Regions from separate parts of the Sus scrofa genome. Here all the other regions are linked to region 1. Evidence: chromatin contacts called from public Hi-C data. All regions are on one chromosome and are shown on one strand. Each heading gives the region's core, a stretch centred on a gene start, on an enhancer-like site or on the middle of the called end of the contact. The rest is flanking DNA. Distances are from core to core; before and after follow the strand shown. Region 1 overlaps JMJD1C (probable JmjC domain-containing histone demethylation protein 2C). Region 2 overlaps LOC102164693 (a long non-coding RNA gene). Region 3 has its middle 190 kb from the start of JMJD1C.

Region 1 (4,537 bases), core at 542-3,041:
GGAAGGAAAAAAGATAAGGGTTAAAAAAAAGAGCAACAGAAATGTCATATCAACCATCAATCTGTGGACATTTTGTGGATCCCAGATTAAAAGTAAATTAAAAGTAAAATAGAAAATCAATCACGTGAAAAGTGACTAAAGACATATATGAGACAAATGGAATCTTGAACCTGAGTATTCAGTATTTGGTATTAAGGAAAAATTAATTTTCAGCAAGGTAATGGTATGGTGGCTTTGTTTAAAACTAGAACATAGGAGTTCCCGTTGTGGCGCAGTGGTTAACGAATCCGACTAGGAACCATGAGGTTGCGGGTTCGGTCCCTGCCCTTGCTCAGTGGGTTAACGATCCGGCGTTGCCGTGAGCTGTGGTGTAGGTTGCAGATGTGGCTCGGATCCCGAGTTGCTGTGGCTCTGGCGTAGGCCGGTGGCTACAGCTCCGATTCAACCCCTAGCCTGGGAACCTCCATATGCCGCGGGAGCGGCCCAAGAAATAGCAACAACAACAACAAAAAGACAAAAGAAGACAAAAAGACAAAAACTAGAACATAGTAGGGAGTTCCCTTCATGGCTCAGTGGTTAACCAACCCAACTAAGACCCATGAGGATATGGGTTTGATCCTGGCATCGCTCAGCAAGTTAAGAATGTGCTAATGCCAGGAGCTGTGGTATAGGTTGAAGATGTGGTACAAATCCTGCGTTGCTGAGGCTGTGGTGTAGGCTGGCAGCTGTAGCTCCAATCTGACCCCTAGCCTGGCAACTTCCACATACTGCGGGTGTGGCCCTAAAAAGTAAAAAAATAAATAAATAAATGAAATAAAATAAGAACACAGCAGAGTTCCTGTCACTGATCAGTGGTAATGAACCCAACTAGGATCCATGAGGACCCTGGTTAGATCCCTGGCCTGACTCAGTGGGTTCAAGGATCTGGCATTGCCATGGCTGTGACGTAGGCTAGCAGCTGTAACTCCTATTTGACCCCTAGCCTGGGATCTTTCATATGCCACCAGCGTGGCCCTAAATGCAAAAAACAGGAGATCCCATCATGGCTCAGTGGTTAACGAATCTGACTAGCAACCATAAGGTTGCAGGTTAGATCCCTGCCCTTGCTCAGTGGGTTAAGGATCCAGCGTTGCCATGAGCTGTGGTGTAGGTTGCAGATGTGACTCAGATCCTGTGTTGCTATGGCTCTGGTGTAGGCCGGAGGCTAGAGCTCCAATTAGACCCCTAGCCTGGGAACCTCCATATGCCGAGGGAGCAGCCCAAGAAATGGCAAAAAGACAAAAAGACAAAAAAAAAAAGCAAAAAACAAAACAAAACAGAAACACACAGCAGTGTCAACAAATTGATGGAAATACATGAGAGTATGGGTGGGGCAGAATCTATCAAGGCTTTACAGTTGTTGGAGCCAGGAGAAAAACACATGGAAATTCACTGAAATATCCTATTTCTGTGTCTGTTTCAAAGTCTCCACATTAAAAGTTTAAAAAATATTTAGCTAAGGAGAATTTATTAAATGATCTGCTGCTATAAAAACTACAAAGAGGAGGAGTTCCCATCATGGTGCAGCGGAAACAAATCTGACTAGGATCCATGAGGACGCAGGTTCGATCCCTGGCCTTGATCGGTGGGTTAAGGATCTGGCGTTGCTGTGAGCTGTGGTGTAGGTCACAGGAGTGGCTCAGATCTGGCGTTGCTGCGGCAATGGTATAGGGCAGCATCTACAGCTCCGATTGGACCCCTAATCTGGGAACCTCCATATGTCGAAGATGCGGCCCTAGAAAGCAAAACACTCATACAAAGACAAACAGCCACAACTTTGAGATTACTTTTACTAATGCTTAAGTTAAATGGGATGGAAGTTGAGGTTGGGATAAATATGAGAATTTAACAAGAAAATTCCTTTGAAAAAACATTTAGCTAGGGAATTCCCTTGTGGCACAGTGAATTAGGTATCTGCCCTTGTCACTGCAGCAGCCCAGGTCACAGCTGTGGCGCGGATTTCATCCCTGGCCTTGGAACTTCCACATGTTGTGGGGCAGAGCAAAAAAATAAAATAAAATAAAATAAAATAAAATAAAATAAAATAAAACAAAACACCAACCAAAACACTCAACTCAGTATTGATACTTCATGTCATATTGTCCCAGTTTCAGCCCAATTTCACGAAAAGTTTACATTTATAATATATGATTTTACTGACAGGAAAAGAAATCCCTAAGCATCAAAAATCTTAGTGGTTTGAAAACAAACTTATAACTTACTGAAAAAAAAAAAAAGGGAAACAAAATTAAGACTAGTATTGCGGTCACTGCTGAGGAAGGCAAACTGAAACAGGCCACTTTTATCAAATACCAACAGCATTCTTCATAGGAAATTAACTGTGGCTTTGGGCAACCCTCCACAGCAAACAATGATTCCTTCTCCAGGAAGGACACGCCTAAAGCATTCTGTAATGTGGAAATTTTCCCATCAACAAAACACCTGTGTGGTTAATTTCATTCCAGGCATTTAGCTCAAATTAGTTAGAAAGCTGGTGAAGTTGTCAACTTCCTATTGAAATTATTCTAATTTTGCTATTACTTTCCCTGGACTGTATATAACTCAAAATATTAGACTGGGTCTTCTATTTATATTGCATGTAACTGAACAACCAAAATCAAACATGAGAAATTGCCCAGTTTCAAAAAAAAAAATTATTAATGCATAACTTCACAATAGTTACCTTGCATAAAAATCTCCTGAACCTTTTGTTCCTTTACCCAGACTTTCACTTCTTCCTGAAGTTGCGGGTTGTCCCTGAGAACTGGGTTTAGGCTGTCTATGTCGTCCTAGAATTATAGATTAAAAAAAAGGTCCATGTTACGCTGTCCTATCATAAATGTTATCAACTTTCTCTCCTATATGTTCTAAGGACTGAAGAAAATTCCTTGATCTAAGTGTATGCAAAAATGCAAACTTAGAAGTTATAGTTCATTAGCAATAACAACAGAGCCTAAGAAATTAACCCATGGTAAGATTTGATCTTTGACAATGTCTTAAGACAAAATTTGAAATTTACAAATGTGTTTTCTAACTTTAAGTCTTATACAAGTCACCTTTTAAAGAGTTTTACTGTTAGAAGCAATATACAAACCAAAGAAAGAGCTTCAGGTCATCTAAGGTTGGAAGCCAAAGAATCTAGGTGAATATTTTAGTGACAATACATATATACACAAAGATGAGATACCTCTCCCCATAATGCCTAAAATATCAGCTGTAAACTACACGTTATAATCCACGATTTTGATTTAAATGTCATCAAATTAAGTTGTACTTGAACTCATCTGACCAGTAACTTCACTGCTAAGTTTTATTCTTTCAAGCCACTGTCAAAGCATCCAGGCAATTAAAATTACATTATTGATGGTATTATCCTCATAACAGGGTGGATCTAGACACAGAAACAACCGGTTCTCTCTCCTTGGAGATGTGAATCACACAGTCACATGGTTTCCCACAATCTGCTGGTCCCCCGCTGGACTCTTTGACATTCTGTTCTCTCTCTCTCAAAGCACCTCTGCTGCTCCTGCATTTGAGATCAGCGGCAGGAGCCCTAGAGTAGAGCTGGGAAGAACAACAAAGCAGCACTGTCAATTTGGCGGCCCTTTTAAAAGTGGACTAGCAGATCATGGAAACCAGTGAACAGAAGGAGCTAAATGAAGGGACTTTTACCTGGCAAATAAAAATAATTTGGCAATTTAATTTAGAAAAGGCAAAAGGTGGCTGACGAGTACAAAGAATCTCTATCAAGCAGGAAATACTTCACTCTTCTGCCCTAAAGTTTACCCAAGTAAATAAAGCACTTTTCTTCTCATCCCCTTACTGTGTTAAGGGACTACTCTGTATTTATGAAATAACATTGTGGTAAATACTCTGACATTTCATTTATGCCTGGTGAACATCAACAAACAGAAGTAAAGACCTTTAAAATTATCAACTATGTTTCTTGGAAAATATATAGAAATGCTGCTTTATAGCATAAAGTAATACTAAAGTGTATGGAAAAGTGTTATACAAAAAGCAGGTTAAGTCTGTATTTTAGGGGGAAGAAAGCACATGATACGTCTTCCTTTTTGTAAAGAAATTTTCTAGAAATCCCTTTTCTCTATCCACTTAATAATACACTGCATACTTAGTTAATCTCATTATTTTAGTAATAGAAAATACCATGGAGAGTTCAGACTCTAAACTGAAGACACAACAGGTAACAGAATAGTCTAACAGGCAAAACATAAAACTTTCCCAAGGAAAACCATTATCTTTTCCAGACTGTTCTGACAAGTATCAAGTTCTTTTAACATTTTTCTCACTTTAACTTCCATACACAGATCCAAGCTTAACTGTTTGGAGTCAACACAAGCCTAATAGCTTTCCTACCCGACATGAAAGTCCTCCAAATTTTTGAATGGTTTTATTTTTCTGCAGCCCTAAGTCTTCTCTAGTATCAACACCCACCTTTATTACAATTATTATAATAAGATTAACACTCTTATTCTAG
Region 2 (4,128 bases), core at 1,621-4,120, 400 kb after region 1:
AAATGTTAAGTTTACATTTCAGAAATATAACACATTTAAAAAGCCCTCTGTAAACATAACCACTTCTCAATATATCACTTCTCAATATATTTCCTGTTTCGTTTTTTTAAAAAAATAGCTTAATAGTAAGTAAACAGGGAGTTCCCATTGTGGCTCAGTGGAAATGAACCCAACTAGTATCCATGAGGATGTGGGTTCAATCCCTGACCCTGCTCAGTGAATTAATGTTCCTGTGCTGCTGTGAGCTGTGGTGTAGGCCAGCAGCTGCAGCTCTGATTTGATCCCTAGCCTGGGAACTTCCATATGCTATACCTGTGACCCAAACAAACAAACCAATAATAAATAATTTAAAATCATAATGCAACTGTTAATATTTGTTCTAATACATTGAGAAAGTTTTAAAAGTCTAAAATTCAAGAAGCAATGAAATTAAATTGAATTCATATTAATATTATTAAAACCCTTGCATCAGGCTATCAGAGAAACAGAATCAACACCATCCTAAATTTTCTAAAACTTATTTTAAATGACCATTTCAATTAGATAAAGATTTTAGGGTGCAACTAACATCACACAAAAATGATCTTAGAAAGGCATAGTTATAATTCTGGATATTGGGGCATTTTAATATTTAGTCTTTATTTAATAATGGAAAGTCCTTGTTCCTCAAGAAAACATTAACACATTTTTAAATGAAAGTCACTGCTTGTCTAATGATTATTAGAGAACCACTTATGGTTCATTAGATAAGCACTCAAATTATTTTACTTGATTCACTTAGATAAAAAAATCTGCATGTTAGTCATGTTTCCTTTTACACATTACATTATTCTCATAAGCCTTCAATTAAAGGGTATAAATTATAGAAAGCAGAGCATAACATTCTCAACCAGTATTCCAATTATATTTAAATGATTCAAACTGTACATAACTTTTAAAATCTAAGTTTTCAAAAGTTTATTTTTAAAAACAAAACATAATCTGATTCACATGAACTACCAGTTTATTTATATTGAAGAAACTTGTCTTTTTAGTAATAAAAGCAGATTATAATTTTTTCCTGAGTCTTAGAAAAAAAACGAAATTCTGATGTATATGGTGAATCCAAGTCAGCAGTCACAAAGGCTAGCTGAAATTCTATCATCTTTCAGCCCAATGTAAGGTAAAACCACAATTATGCATAAAAAGTTCAAAAATTCAAGCTTACAATAGAAATGCCAATAAATCATAACTTAAATATCATTAATGTTGGATTCTTCTAAACTTCCCATCAGATACAACAGATGGCAAAATTCAGTAGACAGAGTTTCCAGAAAACTAAAGCTATCAGAACTATAAATAGGGAATGTATTATATACTGGAACATAGCACAAGGCCAAAGCATTAATGCTGTTAAAAAGGGAATAGGATGTGAAGTAAACATCTCTGAAATATAAAACATGAGCAGACCACAAACCAAAACATATGTCACTTTACACTTATTTATCAATCTATGTTTTTAATATTTTTATAAAGAAAACATTTATTTCTACATGATGGTAGGCAATGATTTTTTTTTCTGCCTCCCTGACTACTGTGCAATCTTCAAACCCTTTCCCAGACTGGCATTATCTCATCAAGATTTCTCCTTGGGGAGTTCCCGTCGTGGCTCAGTGGCTAACGAACCTGACTAGGAACCATGAGGTTGCGGTTTCTATCCCTGGCCTCACTCAGTGGGTTAAGGATCTGGTGTTGCCATGAGCTGTGGTGTAGGTTGCAGATGTGGCTAGGATCTGATGTAGCCGTGGCTGTTGCGTAGGCGGGCAGCTACACCTCCGATTAGACCCCTAGCCTGGGAACCTCCGTATGCTGAGAGTACAGCCCTCAAAAGACAAAAGACAAAAAAAAAAGATTTCTCCTTAAAGTTAACTTGTCCTATCTTCAACAGGTTTTTGTGTTCAGATGTTCTTATAGAGTTCTTTCCTCCTCTTCGCAGCTCAGGGCTTCTGCCAGCCTGTCCCTATCTTCAGGGTCTTGGCCTCCCTTGGATGGAGCAAGAGAAAGGCATGCCTGAGGTTCTGCATTACCTGTTTTCCACCAGCCACGTGCAGGGCACTAAGGATGGGGCTCTTTTTGCAGATGCCAGGCCACTGCTTCTAAGCCACACAAAGCTAATGGAGTTTCTCCTATCTCACAGCTTCCCTCTGCCTATTCCCAGAGGAGGCAACCACTAGCCCCATGGTTCACCTGAATCTATCTGTATGTTTCTATCACCACCCCACACAGACTCCACCTCAACAGAGTTAAAGTATGGGAACCACACACACTCCAAGTTCCTTTTCCTCATCTCTCCTTTCCCTCCCTAAACTGCAACTTTCCCTAAATTTGCCTTCTCCGCTGGAAGGTGCTGCTCTTACATCATATCCTACTTCTGTGCAAAGTGACCTTTGCCCTTTCTCTTCCCTGGGACCACAATGGCCGCATGGCTGCAGAGGAACCCAATTTAGGGGAGGAATTAAAACAATATATCAGTTCAGGATCTTCTAGATAAACCTCACTATGCTACAGTAAATGGTATCCAATGTTCTTGATAACTTTACAGTTCTCAAAACACTTTCTTATCTGTTATCTCACTACTGTCATATTACAACAGGATGGTTGGGTTCCCAAAAAACAGACTCTAAGATTGCATGCAAGAAATTTCTGGGGGTGAGTGCTCTTAGGAACAGCATCTGCAAAGGATTGAAGGAAACAAGACTGAGCAGATAGAGAGGTTGAGCTGTGCTGCTAGAACAGTGGGCTCTGCCAATCTCATGAGGAGCTTTGGAGTTGGGATAGCCTTTCATATTTTTCCCATATTGAGGCAAGAGGGCTTGTGCTTTAGAGCTCTGAAATGACGGTCATTGGATCGGAGCTGCTTCCTAGGAAGAGGACATGACCTTGGCTAGGGCAGCTGCTTTCAGCTGTAAGCAATTTTCTAGAGGGACTAAGATGAAAACAGTTAGCTGACAAGTCCCAGGCAGCTGGGCAGTGAGTGCTGGAGGGGGTCTTGGGACACATCACTGCACCCACTGTAGTTAACCAAAACTGAACTTACTTCCTGCCTCTACTCCATATTTTATGCATGAGAACCTGGGGCACGGAGAGAGTAACTAGATCAAGTTCCCAGAGCCTATGAGCAACATATTTTATTTCATTTGGCCTGCAAAATAATTCTATCAGGTATATCTTGTTAACCCTTTTCTGTGGACAAGGCCACTGAGACTCGGGAAGTTTAAATGATTCCTCCAAGTATTCAAGGCCAGCAAATGGTAGAACAAAGATCCAGATCATCTAACTTCAAGTCTGTGCTTTCTGTGTCTCACATACTGACTGGATCACGCTAAAGTTGCTTGGAATAAAGAAATTTTAGGACTGGGAGAGACTTCAGCAAGCAGCCCAACCCACTCCTTTCTCAGAGAGGTAAAGTAGCTTGGTAAATTGTTCAGGGAAATGAGGCTGGTGAATAACATCTCTGGGCCTCAGTCTTCTTATCTATTAAATGGAATGAGTTGCCCACCTACAGAGTGGTTTTAAGATTCAAATAAGATAATGGATGCAAAATAAACTTGAAACTGACTAAAATGGTACCAAAGTGTCAGTGTTTAGCCCTTTAGATATTATGTTGTGGGTAAGAAGGGACTTCCAGCTGTTAAGAGCAGATGCAGGCTAGTAGAGGAGATGCAGGCTAGTAGAGTAGAATGTAACATTTTAAGTTTGGGGGATGTTTGCACAGAAAATGAGTCTATGACTTAATAAATTCTATTAGTTCAGATTCCTGTTAAAGGTGGGCAGGTTTCTAGAAAAACAAAAATGAAAACAAAACAAAAGCACTTATTTGGTGGCAGGTTTTGATTAGAAGGTACAGTCTAGGAAGTATTTGTTGTGAATAATTCTGACCGATATTCAGAATTCAAAATCACATAACTTCCTATTCTCAGATAAAAAATAGCACAGCTTAGTTTGCTTTGGTGTAAAGGAAACATCAAAGTTCCTTCCTCTGAACTTTGGAACTGTTTGTGACATAAAAACAAAAGATCCAAATATTTTTGTGCTTTCTATTGTCAGGCAGGCTGAGTTCCTAAAACACCACAATTTAACAAATTTAGG
Region 3 (4,286 bases), core at 1,610-4,109, 470 kb after region 1:
GTCTACTGGAATATGGAAAGTTTATGTTTTAGGCAAAGGATCCTACTTTCAGGTGTTTTCCAGATATAGAAAGTTAGGGACCAACTTATCAGCTGGGGTACACACAGATTCTGGGGCATGAGGCCATAAGAGTTAGGTGTTAGACATTTTCTTGAGCTGTCCAGGAAAGCAAGTTTTTCAGCCCTCGAGATGTGAGTCCTGCAGGGAGGACTGCAGCTTAACTGACTGGGATGGGGAAGTAGCTACCATAACTATAAATTTGGGGTAGCCCATGCCACTGGGAGAAGGGAAAGGCTCTCCTTGGCCTGTCCAGGCTACCTAAAGGGACCTCCCAGAGTCATTTCCAGACAATTCTGCTTATCACATACTCTAACCTTGACTCCTGACCTAGCCAGTCATTTAAGATCCTTCACATGCTTCACCACTCCTTTCGGAATAAAGTCCAAGGAGTTTTTTTTTTTTTTTCCCAAGACAATCACCATCAGGCCTAACCTAACTTTTTAGTCTTTCTTGGGTCATCTCTACCTTAGATTATGAACTGCAACTGTACCAGACAACCTCCTGTGCTCCAAACATTTCCTGTATCATCACCTCTCAGTGCCGGGAAGACTTCTGCACTGTGCCTCTTCCTGGAATGCATCTTGCTGAGCACTCTGCCCACTAAATTTCCTCATGATCAAAGCCTGCTCATCCTTTGAGTTTTAGCTCAACGGCGACTCTCTCTGGGAAACATTCCCAGCTCTTTAATCCCCATACCCAGCATAATTAATCATCACTGCCTTTGAGTTCCCATAGCACTCAGTTCACACTGCAGCTTAACACCTTGTTAAGCAACATAGCAGTGGCCTCCCCTAGATTATGAGTTTCCTGAGCATTGAGAGCTTGTCTTATTGGTCTTAATGGCTTAAGCCCTACTGGGCTGCTCTCCATAGGACTGATCCTGCTGGCCCCACTGTGGGATCCTGCCCTTTATTCTCATTAGGGAGCTGCCTAAAGGCCAAAGTTTATTGAGAAGTTGTACAAGCCTTTCCCTGGTGATAAGAGAATCTAAAGATGGACTAGGTGCAGCCTTTTGAAATGCTGGAATTTGTGACCAAGCTGGAGAGGCCAAACATGTTTGGTGGGGGACAAGATTAGGAAGAGATCAAACTTAATCTTTTGGAAAAAGTTCCTAGATGGTCAGTGGGACTGGTTGCCTCGGAGAAGAGCCACCGAGCCACTGATACAGAAAATGATCTAGCATATAAAAGGAACAGTATAACGCTTTAAAAAAAAAAAAAAAAAGATTTGCCTTTTTTGACCTTTTCTCAATATAATTGCTGTTAACTTTATTATTAAAGCTGAATGCCCAAGGTATCAGGAAGCACTCCTAAAAATGGCTGCGAATGCTGCCATTCATGGATTTGCCCCCACCATTTGGATATAGTGGTAGAGGATTTCTATTTCCACAGTCATGGTGCCTTGGTTGTTCTAGTTAGAGTACTAATGATGGGCACTTAAATTAGACCATACAGAGTTATGGAAAATCGCCAGCACTTTCATTTTTATCAGGTCAACAAACTTTAGGGGTTTGTAGCTATTCACCTTGACCTCTATGGGTTTTTAGAACAACAATATAATGTCCAGAATGATAAGAACAAGCAGATGATGTGGCTTTTCTGAACATTTATTCAGTCACCTCAGAACACGCCTAAGGTAGGCTGCTGCCAAAGTACACAGGCCACTGGGTGTGAGCCTGCCGGGAGCAGAGACTGGGAGTCTAATAGAGCTGCTGGCACAGTGACAGTCTGCAGGCCCAGTCTGGCCTGCACGGCAGCTGCACAGGCTCCTGGGACCAGAGCCAGCTGGTGGCTCATGGCATTGGTTTCTGGGTCCTGGCTCCACCCCAAGACCAGCCCAAGCTCCTTAGCCCTGAGCTGGCAGCGGCTTTGTTCTGACTCCAAGTTGAAGTTCAGCCCCCTAAGCCAGAAGATGAAGGCAGGCCCTTGCACCCTAATCTATGCCCTCCTCCCAGCCTGACATACAGTCTGCTCCAGGCAGGCCTTAGGGCCAGAGGGAAGGGCTGGTCCTCCAGGTTTAAACTTGGTTAGCTTAAGAACTTTTCTTATTTTTATTTTTTTGCTTTTTAGGCCCACACCCATGGTGGTTCCCAGGCTAGGCGTCTAATTGGAGCTACAGCTGCCAGCCTACACCACAGCCACAGCAACTGGGATCCGAGCCACGTCTGTGACCTACACCACAGCTCAAGGCAATGTCGGATCCTTAACCCACTGAGTGAGGCCAGGGATGGAACCCGCAACCCCTTAGTTCTTAGTCGGATTTGTTTCTGCTGTGCCACGAAGGGAACTCCTAGCGTAAGAATTTTTATAGTGGTGTTGCCCTCTCTGGGAGTCAGGGGTACACATCTGTGTTGCCACCTGTGCACTGGGCCCCAAGTGGGTATAGAGATCACAAAGGATAGAGCAAAAACTTGGCAGGAGATTCCCCTGACCCTGACCAATCCAGGAACATCCAGAAGGCAACTCAAAAACTAGATTTCATAACTGGCCTTATTTTCATAAGAAGTGTCACCCCAGATCAGGGTCTCCTAAAGACAGAATGGGAACAGGAATAGCACAACATTCTCAAAATAAGATGGATTTCAATCTCTATTAGCATGTTTCACAAACGCTCCAAATAAAAACATCCATGCTCTTAGTCTTCTGCCAAGTGTGTCTAAAGCATCTTTAGAACGTTTTGATATCATTAGTGACTGGAATGGGCAATCTAAGTAAAAGCAGAGTGCTTGCTATGCAAATAGGCTGCCTCATCCCCGAGCCATCCAAAGCTCCTCCCCTTCCGTGTGGAACTCTGAAATACAGAGTCTTTACTTGCATGTTCTCCCCTCGTGTTTCAGGCTAACTCTCCCAGATTGTGAGATACACAATAAAGGAGGGGAAATTATTTTCAGTGCTTCCCTTTTACGAACTCTTTTTTTGGAAACCACAACCTCAGATCCCAGCAGAGGTTCCTGGGGGCTTTAAGAACATCAATCAGTTACGCAGCTGGAGGCCAAGGCTTTCCTCAGGGAAGACTTTTTACATAAAACAGATTGTACTTTGTCCTTGCCAGGGCAGACAAAGGTTTAAATTAAATATGCAGCAAGCTGCAGTTGGCTGTTTGCCACAGCCTAGGGGAGAGGGAAGGGAGATCTTGTCCCTACTCTACTACCTTTTCTCTGTACAGTAGCTACTTCTTTTTCCTGATTTTTTTTTTCCCCCTAGTAGAAGAAACCTGGAGTTAAGTGACCTGGTCTCTGGGCTGGGCTTTTCTGCAAGTTCACTGTACCATATGATGTGAGTTCTTTAGCCTTCTGGGAACTCAGTTTCCTCTTCCTACAATGAAGAGTTTGAGAGGATTTGGAATGGTTTTTTCCATATTTAACCTCCTAAGTTATTTCCAAATTATCAACAGATACCCCAAGCCTTACCTATGAGTAATGTGTTCTCACTGGTCCTGGGGTGACTGGTGTCAACTTAAAAAAAAAACCCAGCACAACCTAAAACTTGAGAATTAAGTTTGATTTGGGGCAAAATGAGCACTATAGCATGGGCGGCAGCGTTTCAGAGAGCTCTGAAATACCACTTCCAAGAGTTAGGGGGCAATGTCAGTATATATGTGATTTTGGTGAAGCATACATTTACAGAAGGTTGCTGCTAGTCACAAGGAGCCAATGTCAACGTGAAGAATTTTAGCGCTTTTCTAGATATGAGGAGATGCAAGAATTGGGCTTATAAAATCTTCTGAAAATATCTAAGTATCTTTAGTCCTGTTCTGCTAGTTTCCCCAGAGCATAGAATGCCTCCACCCTGAGATCCTTTCAGGGGGTGTTGAGGGTCAGCAGCTGTAGTGGCTCATGATTCAATCCATGTAGAGGCAAGTGCCAGTCTCCAATTCACACTGGGGTGACCAAGTTCATTTTTCCTCAGACCCAGGGACCAGAAACGCCATGTTATGAGAGAAAGAAGCCCCATAAAACTTGATAAATAGCAACTGAATCTGTGTCTCAGTTTTCGGTGCAATTGAGACTGACTGGGGTTGTTATGAATTGGAGAGAAAAAGCCCTCAAAAATGAGGTAGCTTCTACCTAACTCACTTCAAACCAATTACTGCCACTTTGGAATGTGAGCCACTGGGGCAGCCAGTTCTTTATTTTAATGTGAAAGCTCTAAACTTTTAAATATTGGCAACTAATTAAAAAAAAAATCCTTGCAAGTTTCACAAAAATAGACAAATAGGAACATGGA

The links. Hi-C and Micro-C count contacts between places; a contact is called where the count stands out from the background.
Region 2: a Hi-C map of retroperitoneal adipose tissue shows a contact between it and region 1, with 2.0 times the contacts expected there. The contact joins two enhancer-like sites. A contact is called at or near these places in 1 of 5 promoter capture datasets (fetal liver) and 15 of 47 Hi-C or Micro-C datasets (brain, embryonic fibroblasts, epiblast stem cells and 8 more).
Region 3: a Hi-C map of retroperitoneal adipose tissue shows a contact between it and region 1, with 3 times the contacts expected there. The contact joins two enhancer-like sites. A contact is called at or near these places in 1 of 5 promoter capture datasets (liver), 21 of 47 Hi-C or Micro-C datasets (alveolar macrophages, embryonic fibroblasts, epiblast stem cells and 11 more) and 2 of 2 datasets of contacts at active chromatin or transcription factors (alveolar macrophages and skeletal muscle).

Annotation. Positions count from the first base shown.
Region 1 is chr14:66,687,155-66,691,691 of Sscrofa11.1, forward strand. It overlaps JMJD1C (probable JmjC domain-containing histone demethylation protein 2C), which reads right to left. Exons shown (of 26, transcript XM_021073644.1): 4 at 2,723-2,828. The coding sequence starts at 2,729. Among named protein-coding and RNA genes, the nearest start is that of NRBF2, 99 kb to the left of the region's middle. Within about 2 kb of position 1,792, at least 3 of the 83 cell types and tissues checked have an H3K27ac peak or open chromatin away from gene starts, as enhancers often do. A contact at or near this core is called in retroperitoneal adipose tissue, where this site is marked.
Region 2 is chr14:67,088,026-67,092,153 of Sscrofa11.1, forward strand. The region is part of intron 1 of LOC102164693 (a long non-coding RNA gene); the gene reads left to right. Among named protein-coding and RNA genes, the nearest start is that of JMJD1C, 120 kb to the left of the region's middle. Within about 2 kb of position 2,871, at least 8 of the 83 cell types and tissues checked have an H3K27ac peak or open chromatin away from gene starts, as enhancers often do. A contact at or near this core is called in retroperitoneal adipose tissue, where this site is marked.
Region 3 is chr14:67,158,027-67,162,312 of Sscrofa11.1, forward strand. No RefSeq gene overlaps it. Among named protein-coding and RNA genes, the nearest start is that of JMJD1C, 190 kb to the left of the region's middle. Within about 2 kb of position 2,860, at least 52 of the 83 cell types and tissues checked have an H3K27ac peak or open chromatin away from gene starts, as enhancers often do. A contact at or near this core is called in retroperitoneal adipose tissue, where this site is marked.